Linked DNA regions of Mus musculus: region 2 is linked to region 1. A link is a contact called in public promoter capture Hi-C data. All regions are on one chromosome and are shown on one strand. Each heading gives the region's core, a stretch centred on a gene start, on an enhancer-like site or on the middle of the called end of the contact. The rest is flanking DNA. Distances are from core to core; before and after follow the strand shown.

Region 1 (6,879 bases), core at 1,166-3,665:
ATGTTGAATTGCTATTCAAAACTCTCTGACAAAAATGTAATATATTACCATTTTCAGCAATGATCATCCATATAAAAAATATTTAAGCAACTCTATATTGCTAGCTGTCTGATTAAAAAAGTAAACTAAGATTTTTAATTAAAAAATGTTTCTAAAGAATTATTCCATTACTTCAGTTAAGAAAGGCTAAAATTTAAAGTCACCTAAAAGTCCAGTTTATTGATTTCCTTAGGTTACTTAAAAATAAACTTGAGCCTGTATTTTCTTAGCACAAAACAAAATATTGAACACTACCCTTCAGGCATCTGACCATACTTCAAATACTGATCTTATCACTGCTGGCAAATCAAACATTGTTGGACTTTAAAAGGAAGAAAGGAAAAAGCCTGGAGCCACTGGGAACCATCAGAGGTCAGGCTGTGGCTTTCAGGCAGGCCACACACACACACACACACACACACACACACACACACACACAGAGTAAGGACACTTGGCATCCATTTGACTTCTCTTTCACTAAGTAGGACTTAGAACATGGTACAGAAAGACCTTTATTCTGAAACTGACCATCTACTCCACTTGACATCTTCTTACATACTTGCAAACAGAAACCGGAATATTCTCATGTCTTGGCCATTGGAGTTCCATAAATCAACGTGATAAATCATAAAATTATTACATCAAAGATAATTGGAAACTGGCCAGGAGTTGGATGGGAATTTTCTCATGTGTTTCAAGTACTGGCTGTGTCCTTTCTATTTTTGTCATAAACTGAGACATGTAGTAGGAGTTGAAGACCCCCCCAACAGTACAAAGCACAGAACCCAGAGGAGCTTCTACTAACTAAATACCACCAGTTTGTTTGCATAAATGCCTCACTTTTTTTTCTCAAAAGACTTTTAGAATCTTTCACATCTCATCCTCAGAGGCCAGTGAATTTCTTAGAATAGAATCAGACATTTAACATCAAAATCTAGCAACGAAATTAGGGCTTTGGCCTGAAACACGTGTGACTACATCAGACAGGAGTCAGACTCCTGAGGTAGAGGCTGGCAGGCTGGCTGCAGGAAGGTTTAAAGTGATTGTTCATTTCTTCCTTAAAACGCGTCACACTTAAATCTTACGACTTTCATTTAGACTGAAATTTACAAGGATTCTCAACGCATCCTGTTTCCCAAATTCGGTGTTTTATTGAAGAGAAATAGGCATTATTTCAGGTCCTTCTTTCATAGTCCCTTTTATATTACTGGGGAAAATATTTCGACGTGATAAGCAAGAGTGCCCAGAACCCCATTGAAAGCGACTGGGTTTTGATTGTGAGGGGGTTTGGGTGCAGCGCAGGGAGAGGAATCTGCATACTGAGGAAACCTGACCAACCGACACAAGGGGGCAGGAAGCGCCCAGCCTAGGGTTTCAATCTGGTCTAGCTGAAAAGAGGTTTATCTAAACTCTTCTTTGCCCTCCGGGTATTTATCAATTCTCTCGGCGTGGAAAAAGAAAAACGGGGAAAAAAAGCTATGCTGCTGACAGCTGGGTTTAGCTTGTCCTTCGTCTAAATTCTGCAAGGTGAACTGAGCGTCTGCAGTGACAGCTCTCTAGCTAGGGGTAGTTTAGGACAGCCTGGGGCTACATTCTCTGGAACTTCTCTGGTGGGAGACTGGCGATTCTGATCAGACTGCATTTCTCACACACCCCAAATGCTTCTTTTCACTTTAACTCTGTGAACTTTGACTGCAAAGGAGGGGCTTGATTTAAAAAACAACAACAACCACCGCCACCAATCCGCCGGACAGGGTCCGTTTCGTAAAGCACGGGAAAATCAGCAAGGGCTTGGGTGGGGGTGGGAGTCGGGGCGGGGGTGGGGGCTTGTGGTGGTGACCCTGGTGGGTATTGCACCTGCTCTAGCTAGGTAGGTCTGGCTTTTAATCCCCTGTCTGTTTGAAAATCTCCAGTGCCTTCCCAAACTGCTCTGGGTTCCTTTTCAAACTCAACAACAAGGTGTGTTCAACTTTGTTCTTCACTCCCACCCTGGCTTTGGAAGTTTCGACAAGAGGTGGCCATCCCGGGAGAGATTTCAATGACCAAGGAACGGGACTGAGATGCATTAATAGATGCACTAATCTTTAGACCTGAAGACTTGAGTCCGTAGAGCCGCGCAGGCTGGTGGTTGAGCCGCAGCCCCAGGTCCGGGCAAGCAAGCTCAGGGCGCCCCTCCATTCCAACCAACCTGTTGCACCTCTCTCAGAGCAGCTCTGCGCAGTTTCCCCGCCTGGGAGCTGATTGACAGCAGTCACTACCCAACCCTGGACTCAGGGCCTCCTCCAGCGATCAGCGATTGGTCCCCTGAGAGAATTGGAGTTAGGGGTGCAAAGGGAGAGATTTTCCTCAAAGGACTCAAAGTTCCCGGGACCTGGGACGTAGGGACTCTCCTGACTGCTACACGCCCGGGACGCGCTGGAAGTGTTTAGTGCCTTGGATTGCGGCTCCAAGGAGGGACCGTGCGGTGCATTTGGCCATCCTCCTGGTCCAGCCCTGCCACTGGGAGGGCCCCGCAGGCACCGCGCCGAGTTCCCGGCCCTTCCCACCGTGCTCTCTAGGAGCCTGCAAAGTCTAGCTTTGCATACCCGCCGGGTGAACTGTCGGAACTCTAAGGCCGGCAGCCTGCATACCACAAGGGCTCCCGGGATGGCCAGCCGTGCGCGCAGGACAGCCAAGTTCTCCAGCTTCCAGCCGATACTCGCACAGTCGCCTAGGCTGCTGCTGCTGCTGCTGCTCCTGTCACTGGTAAGCTACGTCTCCACACAGGCTGCTGGCCCCGGTGCAGCACTTCAGTCCCTGGGTCTCTCCGGGACTTCGGGAGTCCCTACAGAGGAAGCTATAGTGGTGGCAAACCGCGGGCTCCGTGTGCCCTTCGGTCGCGAAGTCTGGCTGGATCCGTTGCGTGACTTGGTGCTGCAGGTGCAGCCAGGAGACCGCTGCACAGTGACCGTGTTAGACAACGACGCGCTGGCCCAGCGGCCGGGCCACTTGAGTCCCAAGCGTTTTGCGTGCGACTATGGCCCGGGTGAGGTGCGCTACTCGCACCTGGGTGCTCGCAGCCCTTCCCGCGACCGCGTCCGCCTGCAGCTGCGCTACGATGCTCCAGGAGGGGCGATAGTCCTGCCACTGGCACTAGAGGTGGAAGTGGTCTTCACCCAGCTGGAGATTGTGACTCGGAATTTACCTCTGGTCGTGGAAGAACTGCTAGGGACCAGTAATGCCTTGGACGATCGGAGCTTAGAGTTCGCCTACCAGCCTGAGACCGAGGAGTGCCGCGTGGGCATCTTGTCAGGTCTGAGCGCTTTGCCTCGTTACGGAGAACTCCTTCACTACCCACAGGTCCAGGGAGGGGCCGGAGATAGAGGGACCTCTAAGACCCTTTTGATGGACTGCAAAGCATTCCAGGAGCTGGGAGTCCGCTACCGCCACACAGCCCCCAGCCGCTCGCCTAACAGGGACTGGCTGCCTATGGTGGTCGAGCTGCATTCGCGAGGGGCTCCAGAGGGCAGCCCGGCTCTAAAACGCGAACACTTCCAGGTGCTTGTGAGGATTCGAGGAGGAGCGGAGAACACTGCACCCAAGCCCAGTTTCGTGGCCATGATGATGATGGAGGTGGACCAGTTTGTACTGACTGCTCTCACTCCAGACATGCTAGCAGCCGAGGATGCTGAATCCGACCCAGACCTTTTGATTTTCAACCTCACCTCTGCCTTCCAGCCTGGGCAGGGCTACCTGGTGAGCACGGATGACAGAAGCCTGCCTCTCTCCTCCTTTACACAGCGGGATTTGCGCCTGCTGAAGATTGCCTACCAGCCTCCCTCTGAAGACTCGGATCAGGAGCGTCTGTTTGAACTAGAGCTGGAGATAGTGGACCCTGAAGGAGCAGCCTCAGACCCTTTCGCCTTCATGGTGGTGGTGAAACCCATGAACACACTGGCTCCCGTGGTCACACGAAACACTGGCCTTATTCTCTATGAGGGTCAATATCGGCCGCTCACGGGTCCCATAGGCAGTGGACCCCAGAACTTGGTCATCAGTGATGAAGATGACCTAGAAGCTGTGAGGCTGGAGGTGGTGGCTGGGCTCCGGCATGGCCACCTTGTTATTCTGGGTTCTCCCAGTAGCGACTCTGCTCCCAAGACCTTCACAGTGGCGGAGCTGGCGGCTGGCCAGGTTGTGTATCAGCATGATGACAAAGACGGTTCACTGAGTGACAACTTGGTGCTGCGCATGTCCGATGGAGGAGGCAGGCACCAGGTCCAGTTCCTGTTCCCTATCACTTTAGTGCCTGTGGATGACCAGCCGCCGGTCCTGAACGCCAACACTGGGCTGACAGTGGCTGAGGGGGAAACTGTGCCTATCCCACCCTTGACTCTCAGTGCAACCGATATAGATTCAGATGACTCTCAGCTGGTTTTTGTCCTGTTGCCACCCTTCTCAAGCTTGGGGCACCTGCTTCTCCGCCAAAGGCATGTCCCCCAGGAAGAGCAGGGTCTGTGGCAGAAGCAAGGGTCATTTTACGAGCGAACGGTGACAGAGTGGCGGCAACAGGATATAACAGAGGGGAAGCTCTTCTATAGGCACTCGGGGCCCCACAGCCCTGGGCCGGTGATGGACCAGTTCATGTTTAGAGTCCAAGACAATCATGATCCCCCTAACCAGTCTGGGATCCAGAGGTTTGTAATACGCATTCATCCCGTGGACCGTCTCCCTCCAGAACTGGGCAGTGGCTGTCCCCTTCGGATGGTGGTACAGGAATCCCAGCTCACACCACTGAGGAAAAGGTGGCTGCACTACACTGACCTGGACACAGATGACCGAGAGTTACAGTACACAGTGACCCAGCCTCCCACGGACACAGATGAGAACCACTCGCCGGCTCCACTGGGCACGTTGGTCTTCACTGATAATCCCTCAGTGGTGGTGAGCCATTTTACCCAAGCCCAGGTCAATCATCATAAAATTGCTTACAGGCCCCCAGGGCAGGAGCTAGGAGTCGCAGCCCGAGTGGCTCAGTTCCAGTTCCAAGTAGAGGATCGAGCTGGGAATGTGGCTCCTGGCACCTTCACCCTTTACCTGCAGCCTGTGGATAACCAGCCCCCCGAGATTGTCAACACTGGCTTCACCGTTGAGGAGAAGGGCCACCACATCCTGCGTGAGACCGAGCTGCATGTGAGTGATGTTGACACGGATGTGACCCACATCTCGTTCACTCTCACACAGGCCCCCAAACACGGCCACATGCAAATATCTGGACGGCCACTGCATGTAGGCGGACAATTCCACTTGGAGGACATAAAGCATGGCAGAATTTCCTACTGGAATAGCGGGGATGAGTCTTTGACTGACAGCTGCTCCCTGGAGGTCAGCGACAGACACCATGTGGTGCCAATCACTCTCAGAGTGAACGTTCGGCCAGGGGACCGTGAAGGTCCTATGTCAGTCCTTCCTGCTGGTACTCTGGAGTCCTATCTAGACGTCTTAGAGAATGGGGCTACTGAAGTCACTGCCAATATCATTAAGGGGGCCTATCAGGGTACCGATGATTTGATGCTGACCTTCCTGTTAGAAGGCCCACCCTCCTATGGGGAAATCTTAGTCAACGGAGCTCCAGCTGAGCAGTTCACCCAGAGGGACATCCTGGAGGGCTCTGTTGTCTACGCTCACACCAGTGGTGAGATTGGCCTGTTGCCCAAAGCTGACTCTTTTAACCTGAGTCTATCAGCTATGTCTCAAGAATGGAGAATCGGTAGCAGCATCGTTCAAGGCGTCACTGTGTGGGTGACCATCCTCCCCGTGGACAGCCAAGCCCCTGAGATTTCTCTTGGTGAACAGTTTGTAGTGCTGGAAGGTGACAAGAGTGTGATAAGCCTGACCCACCTAAGTGCTGAGGACATGGACTCCCTGAAGGATGACCTCTTGTGCACAATAGTCATTCAGCCAACCTCAGGCTATGTAGAGAACATTTCTCCAGCACCAGGCTCAGAGAAATCAAGAGCCGGGGTTGCCATAAGTGCCTTCACGCTGAAGGATCTCAGGCAAGGACACATTAACTATGTCCAGAGTGTCCACAGAGGAGTGGAGCCTGTCGAAGACCGCTTTATATTCCGTTGTTCTGACGGTATTAACTTCTCTGAGAGACAGATATTCCCCATTGTCATCATTCCTACCAATGACGAGCAGCCAGAAATGTTCATGAGGGAATTCATGGTGATGGAAGGCATGAGTCTGGTGGTCAACAGACTCATCCTCAACGCTGCTGATGCCGACATTCCCAGGGATGATCTAACGTTTACTATTACCCGGTTTCCAACTCACGGTCATGTCATGAACCAGTTAATCAATGGTACAGTGTTGGTTGAAAGCTTCACCCTGGATCAGATTATAGAGAGTTCCAGCATTATTTATGAGCACGATGACTCTGAGACACAAGAGGACAGTTTTGTGATTAAACTGACAGATGGCAAGCACTCCGTGGAGAAGATGGTCCTCATTGTGGTCATCCCTGTTGATGACGAGACACCCAGAATGACCATCAATAATGGGCTAGAAATAGAAATTGGGGAAACCAAAGTTATCAACAACAAAGTCCTAATGGCAACCGATCTAGACTCTGATGACAAATCACTGGTTTATATTATCCGTTATGGACCAGGGCATGGCTTGTTACAGAGACAAAAACCTCTAGGTGCCTTTGAAAATATCACTCTAGGCATGAATTTTACCCAGGACGAAGTGGACAGGAACTTGATTCAATATGTCCACTTTGGGCAAGAAGGTATTCGAGACCTGATTAAATTCGATGTGACAGATGGAACAAATGCTCTTATAGATCGCTAC
Region 2 (6,739 bases), core at 3,868-6,367, 1.1 Mb before region 1:
GTCTGTGGACAGACGGAAGGTAACGGCAGGAGAATCCTGGCGCTCACAGGCCTTGTGCACACCGCACTGACCAATAGATCTCACTGAGGGGAAAGTGAAGACTCACACCCAGTTTTTGTTCTTCACATGTGCTGTGGTTGTACCTCTACTCACACGCAAACACACACATGAACAGACATATGTGTACATGATAGAACTATCTATTCTCTAACAATTTCAGTAGACAACATGGTTCCAGTGATAATCACCATACTGTACTTTTCATCCTCAAAATCTAACCATTCAGACAGGGCATCAGGGCACATCCTGCCATCTTAGTACTTGGGATGTGGGAACAGACGGTGTTATAACTGAGAGTGTGTGCCCTTTGACCAATATCTTCCCATTGCTCTCTACCCTCAAAGTCTGGCAACCAGCCTTCTGTGAGATTGATATTCCTTTTTTGTGTGTGTGTTACTATTATTATATTTTTATTATTTAAAACAATTTTTTAAATTAGGTATTTTCTTCATTTACATTTCCAATGCTACCCCAAAAGTCCCCCACACGCTCCCCACCCCACTCCCCTACCCACCCACTCCCACTTCTTGGCCCTGGCGTTCCCCTGTACTGAGACATATAAAGTTTGCAAGACCAAGGGGCCTCTCTTTCCACTGGTGGTCAACTAGGCCATCTTCTGCTACATATGCAGCTAGAGACACGAGCTCTGGGGGTGCTGGTTAGTTCATATTGTTGTTCCACCTATAGGGTTGCAGACCCCTTTAGCTCCTTGGGTACTTTCTCTAGCTCCTCCATTGGGGGCCCTGTGTTCCATCTTATAGCTGACTCTGAGCATCCACTTCTGTGTTTTCCAGGCACCGGCATAGTCTCACAAGAGAGAGCTATATCAGGGTAATTTTAAATTTTTTTAAGACTGTAATTTCATATCTTTAATCAATGTGATTTCATCTGAGCATCAAAGCTTGACAGAGTATGTTATAAAGCCTCTAATGGATCTCTTTCTCTATTTATGACTACATACATACACATACACCTATTTTTAAAGACATCACAGAAATAAGTCTGCACACATTCACTGGCACGTAATCTATAATATGTCACCAAGCAAGAGAGAATTAAACGTTGGGGGAGGGGACATGAGGGAAATGACAGCTTCCTGGTTTGTCTGCTGCTGGAGGTAGCATGCTGCATGCTGAGCCTGCTTGCTGACAGCCAGCAGCTTGCTGAGCCATACACGGCCCAGGGCTGAGCAATGACTCCTACAGTGCACCTAGCCTGGGGGGTCTGTAACTGGTGACCCATTGTGGTTTTGACTAGAGATGTGACATCGAAAGAGAAGTGTGATACCTGTCTCTTTTCTAGGTAGTTCAGGGCTTCATCCATCATCACAGGCACTAAATGGAAAAAAAAAAATTATAGATTACTTTTGAAAATGAGTTAGCTAGCCCCAGCACACTCCACTTACACAGGGAAAAGTTATCTGTCATCTCCCAAGCCCCTGAGATGTCACCCAGGCCATTCTTCCCTGGAATATTTCTGGCCCTCATCAGGTTACTTCTCTAAGAACTTCAATCCTGCCATCTCCATTTCCCCTCTTTCTCAGTCTCAGCTCCAACTCTGTACTCCTCAGGGAGGGCAGACACTGCACACTTCCTCCTCTTCCCAAATGGCCCATTAGCAAACAAACTCAAATAGAACTTACACCGTTTCTCTTCATTGTAGGAAGGCACAACAACAGATAGCTGTTTCGTAGGCGAGTCCCAGATGCTGGGGAGAGCTTCCTTCTGGCCTTTGGCATTGAGGAAGAATTTCTCTTCCTCATGTTGGTAACATGGTGGCATTTTTGTAGCAGTTATAAACGCCACAATGGAAACCTAAAGGCAGACATGAAAAACAGCTTACACTGTTCTAATATTTGTTGTTCTAGAACATTGTTATTTGCAAAATTTGGGGAGGGGGATATGTAGTCTCGGGTTTGGTTCTAACAGTCCTGGAGGTGATTCTGCGGTTTCATGGCAGCCAGACTTGTAAAAATCCTCTTATAAAATGACGATTGTCCTTGTCCCCATTGGTAACGCACTAAAGGCTCCAGGAGGCCTTGTTTTCACCTCTTCTTCCTTGGGCCTCTGCTATGCCAAATCTAAGAGTCAGTCTACTCTTACAAATGGATAACACGGTACTACCTCCTGCCTGGAGTACATATGTGAGAGGACAGATCCGTATGTTAGCTAACAGGGAAGGACCAAACAGACTCAGCCTCTGAAGGAAAGGTTCCTTGGAGCCCACAGCAGGGACCATAATGCTTAAGAATGTATTCTGATACCTATCCTTAGTTAGAATTGAGAATACAGCATCTTCTAGAGTAACAAATAAGACTTGACGGCTACTGGGGCTGGAGAGATGGTTCAGTAGTTAAGAGCTCTGGCTCTTCTTGCAAGGAACTCAGGTTTGGTTCCCAGCACCCACACGGCTGCTCACAACCATCGATAATCCCAGTTCCAAGGGATCTGGCACCCTGTTCTGGCCTCTGGGGACTTGAGGCATGCACACATTGCACATACCTACACACATTCCCACAAAGCACTCATGTACAGAAAATAAAAATAAATACTAAGAAACAAACACCTGGGTGCCTTTTCCATGTGCTTGGGAAATGACCCTTAATTTATATCACTGTTTTCAGTGGTGAACTTTAAAACCAAAGCTCCCCATGTATGCAATTGTACTCATCCTGCTTTGATGACTCTCTCTAGTACCCCACCATGTGTGTACGGGGGAGCAGCCACAATGGAAATTAAGACGAGGGCTCAGTGGTTGAGAGCACCGGCTGCTCTCGCAGAGGACCCAGTTCAGTTCCCTGCACCCAATGTAGCGGCTCTCAACTGACTGCTTGAAAGTACAGCTCCAGGGAACCCAAAGTCTCTCTGGCTTCTAAACTTACGCATACACACATACACACTTAAAAATAATAAAAATAAAAACACAGTATGGCGGCGTGCTCTACTGTCCAGATTGTGACTTCTGAATTCAGTTTTCCAAAGAGCAATCGATTCTCCTAAGAAAACTATTAATCCAGGTCTGGGGTGGGAAGGTGTATTATTAACACAGCATATCATAGAGAAAGCAAATTCCATCTGTACCCACGAGGGCTGCATGAAAGGGAACAGGTACAGGGGGTCACTTGAGGACAAGTAGGTGAGTCACTTGAAGGCATTTCTCAGACCTGTGAAAAAGAAACTTCAGCATCGAAAGAATAATCACTACACTGAATGAAGACAGAAAAATTTACGTCTGTAATAACGCAAAAGTAAAACTGGCCACCCTCTTAAGATGTCAGGGGAAACATCTCATCATTTTTAAAAAATGTGTGCTTTCATATGTGAAAGTGTTTCTGGTGATTGGGTACCTGAGGACTTTTCATTTAAAAAAAAACAAAACAAAACACTCCAAAGCCCATCAAAAAGACACACGTGAACTTAATTAAATCTCAAGATCCTACAAGAAATGTGGAGGGCAAGTTAAAGATGCTTAGGAAGGCGTCTGTGAAATCCATACTGGCGCCAGGTGTGGTGGTGTGCACCTTTAATCCCAGCACTTGGAAGGCAGAGGCAGGCAAATTTCTGAGTTCGAGGCCAGCTTGGTCTACAGAGTGAGTTCCAGGACAGCCAGGGCTACACAGAGAAACCCTATCTCGAAAAAAAACCAAAACCAAAACCAAAAAAAAAATCCACACTGGCAAACTCCATACTGGCAAACTCCGAGTATTTAAATTGACAGGGTATTTGGAAACACAGAAATAACAGGTTTTAAAGACGGTTGGAATTAACTTATTACAGTAAAGTTTTAGAAGGAAGTCCTTATAGAAATAAATGCAGATGATTTAGAGATGAAATGTTATTTGGAATTGTTTTAAATTTATTTTCAAAAGTGGGCGGAGGCCGAGCATGGTGGCGCACGCCTTTAATCCCAGCACTCGGGAGGCAGGCGGATTTCTGAGTTCGAGGCCAGCCTGGTCTACAAAGTGAGTTCCAGGATAGCCAGAGTTATACAGAGAAACCCTGTCTCAAAAAAAAAAAAAAAAAAAAAAAAAAAAAGTGGGCGGAGAGAAAGAATGCCAACAGGCAGATGGAAAGTAGGCTTCAAGATGCAACGCACTGCACACCAAGTGCAACATGCTTGCAGTAAAATAAAGGGTACCTCTACTCGTTCAAGCCAGTGGGATCTAGTACAGTCCACACAGCCTCATCGTGCACACACAGTCAGCTAAGTCTGTATAAAGGATTCAAAGTAAAGTGGCCACAACCCGGAACGTGGCCAACAAAGTTCAGATTTGTTCCAAGCCTTTAAAGAAGGCATTTTAGTGAGAGAGGGCGCCTGGCTTCACCGGACACACAGCGACAGTCATCTGGCTACACCACTCCAAGACTGTGCATGTGCACATGTACATTGGCTAGGTGGCAGAGGCCTTTCTGGCCACCTGTCTCAATACAGGCAAGCTTTTCAGAATCTGCTTTCTGAATGAGTTACAGGCTCCTTTTCAAACTATGTGGCAGAGTTTAGTTGGCAAATATGTCCTCTTCTACATAATCAGAAGGGGTCTGCCACGTTTCTACAGGAATGGCAAAGAAAACGCTAAGGTGCCTGATTCTCAAGCAAAAAAACCCAAAACAAAACAAAAAGACCCCTGGCCAAAATGAATAGAACGCCGTCTGGGCCTATCTTTTGCTGACCCATCGTCCCTAGCCTTATGGATCGGCCGCTCTTTCCAGCTGCAGTGCATATGGGAGCCCCAGGAAGAAGACTGGGGAGTGGCGTGGAGGGGTGACAGGCGGGGGTTCAGAAGCAGGAGCCCCGAAAAGCTGGGCGGAGGCTCTGGGCACTCAAATAGGGTTCCAAAGGGGAACAAAGGTTCAAAGGATTTCAGGGAATCTGAGGCCAAGGGAGCCAAGCACGCGAGGGAAGCGCGGAAGGGACACCCGGAGCACCGGACTCCACCACGGTCTCACCAGAATGAGCGCGGCAGCCGCCAGCGCCACGCCGAGCCCCAGCAGCTGCAGTAGCAGCGTAGCCATCCCGCAGCTCCACACTTGCGGAAGCGCGGTGCGGCGCCGCGCCCCGCCCCAGCCGGCCCCGCAGGAGAGGCCGGCCTAGCCCTCGCCCGCCGCCCGCAGCGCCCCCGCCTGGCCGTGCCCCGCCACGGCAGGAAAGCCGAGGCCTCCCCGCAGCGCCCCCGCGCGGCTCCGCCGAGGACTGCAGGCCGGTCACCGAGTGCGGCAAGTCAAAGCCCTGGACCTGTGCACTGGCTTCACCCCTCGCGCCGTGCAGAGCAGCCATCTAAGGATGCCCGGCGCCGTGGAGGGTTTTAGGGTCACCCCCTTTTCATCTCGTGCGCCTGCGTGTGTGTGGGAGTGTGTTCGTGCACAAGCGCGCGGGCCCGTGGGACCCCGCGAGATTGGCGACTAGCGGGACGCTCGGGGTGGCCGGAGCTGGCGTTAATGCCTCGGGCGCAGGAACACGGTAGCTGCACTTCCCTAACCCAGGATCCCTCCGAGTGCCCTGGGCTGGAGGCACGCCTGGCGACCGGAGGGCGCAGGCGCGGAGGGCTGCGCAGGCGCAGAGCGGGCCGGAAAAATGGCGGCTGGGTTCAAGTGAGTGGCGGCGCGCGCAAAGAGGGCCCGGGTGCGGGTGTGGCGCGCGGCGGCGGGTGGGGGCCCCCCCGAGGACTCGCGGGGCCGCGGGAGGGCTCTGCCCACTCGAGGCGCTGAGGGACACTGCATCCAGGACGGCCCGGACCTCTTAGCCGAGGGCCACGCCGCTCTCCACGCAGGGCCGCCCTCGGAAGGGACTGGGAAAGCGTTGGGCGCGCTCTGGTTAAACCCGGAGCCGCCCACGCGTGCAGCCTGCAAACTCGCGTCTGCGGTGCGTGCACCGTACCTACCTGCAGTCACTTGTGGCCGCGGGTCGGCGAGGAGGCCAAACGTATGTACAATACACTCTTCCGTGGTAAAGTTGTGGATGCTGGCGAGTGTGGTTTATAACGGCGCGAAGTCACGCTAAGGTCCCTGCTTCAGAGCACGAGTGATGTGACTGACACCCAGGTTGACCCTCTTCTGGGTGTGCCAAGGGCCTCTGTTCCTCCTGACTATGGCACAGTTAAGGTCACCGCTGGAAACCGGTTGCTGCTGTGTGGCTTTTATAAATACGGGCCACACAGTTTCAAACGCCTGAGCCTGTCGAGATCACGCCTCAGACACCACACTCTCAAGTTCTGGGTTTCTGCTTTAGGACGCACTGACTGAGACACGTTTTAAACATTGTTTCAGAACTGTGGAGCCGCTGGAGTATTACAGGAGATTTCTGGTGAGTGAAGGTGGTTTTGTACGTTAGAGCTGTGGGTAAAAACACCAAGCTTCGGTTCATTTAAATGAATGAGGCTTAATGCTGCGTACCCGAAATACATCTATGACCCGTTTCCTTATAAACATTTAGAAGGAAAACTGCCGTCCTGATGGAAGAGAACTTGGTGAATTCAGAGCCACAACTGTCAACATAGGTGAAGATAAACTTCCTTTTAGTTGGGTGGGACATCCTTGGTGTCACGTAGTTTTTCAGCCAGCTCTACTATGTCTAACGCAATCGGGTGATGTTAAGAGATTTTTATCATCACACCAACCTTGTAGTTGATCTAAACTTTAGTTCAAATTGGGAGACCGAAGAAAAAGATGAAAAAACGTTAAGT

Evidence for each region. Promoter capture Hi-C pulls out the DNA fragments that hold promoters and counts their contacts.
Region 2: a promoter capture Hi-C map of embryonic stem cells shows a contact between it and region 1. The contact joins the promoter of Alg5 here to the promoter of Frem2 in region 1. A contact is called at or near these places in 3 of 39 promoter capture datasets (cranial neural crest and embryonic stem cells) and 1 of 115 datasets of contacts at active chromatin or transcription factors (large pre-B cells).

The regions. Positions count from the first base shown.
Region 1 is chr3:53,652,891-53,659,769 of GRCm38.p6, reverse strand. Frem2 (Fras1 related extracellular matrix protein 2) reads left to right here and starts at 2,415. Exons shown (of 24, transcript NM_172862.3): 1 at 2,415-6,879. The coding sequence starts at 2,686.
Region 2 is chr3:54,733,917-54,740,655 of GRCm38.p6, reverse strand. It overlaps Alg5 (asparagine-linked glycosylation 5 (dolichyl-phosphate beta-glucosyltransferase)), which reads right to left and starts at 5,117. Exons shown (of 10, transcript NM_025442.3): 1 at 5,007-5,117; 2 at 1,703-1,874; 3 at 1,348-1,394. The coding sequence starts at 5,072. Exosc8 (exosome component 8) reads left to right here and starts at 5,292. Exons shown (of 11, transcript NM_027148.3): 1 at 5,292-5,648; 2 at 6,324-6,360; 3 at 6,490-6,553. The coding sequence starts at 5,632.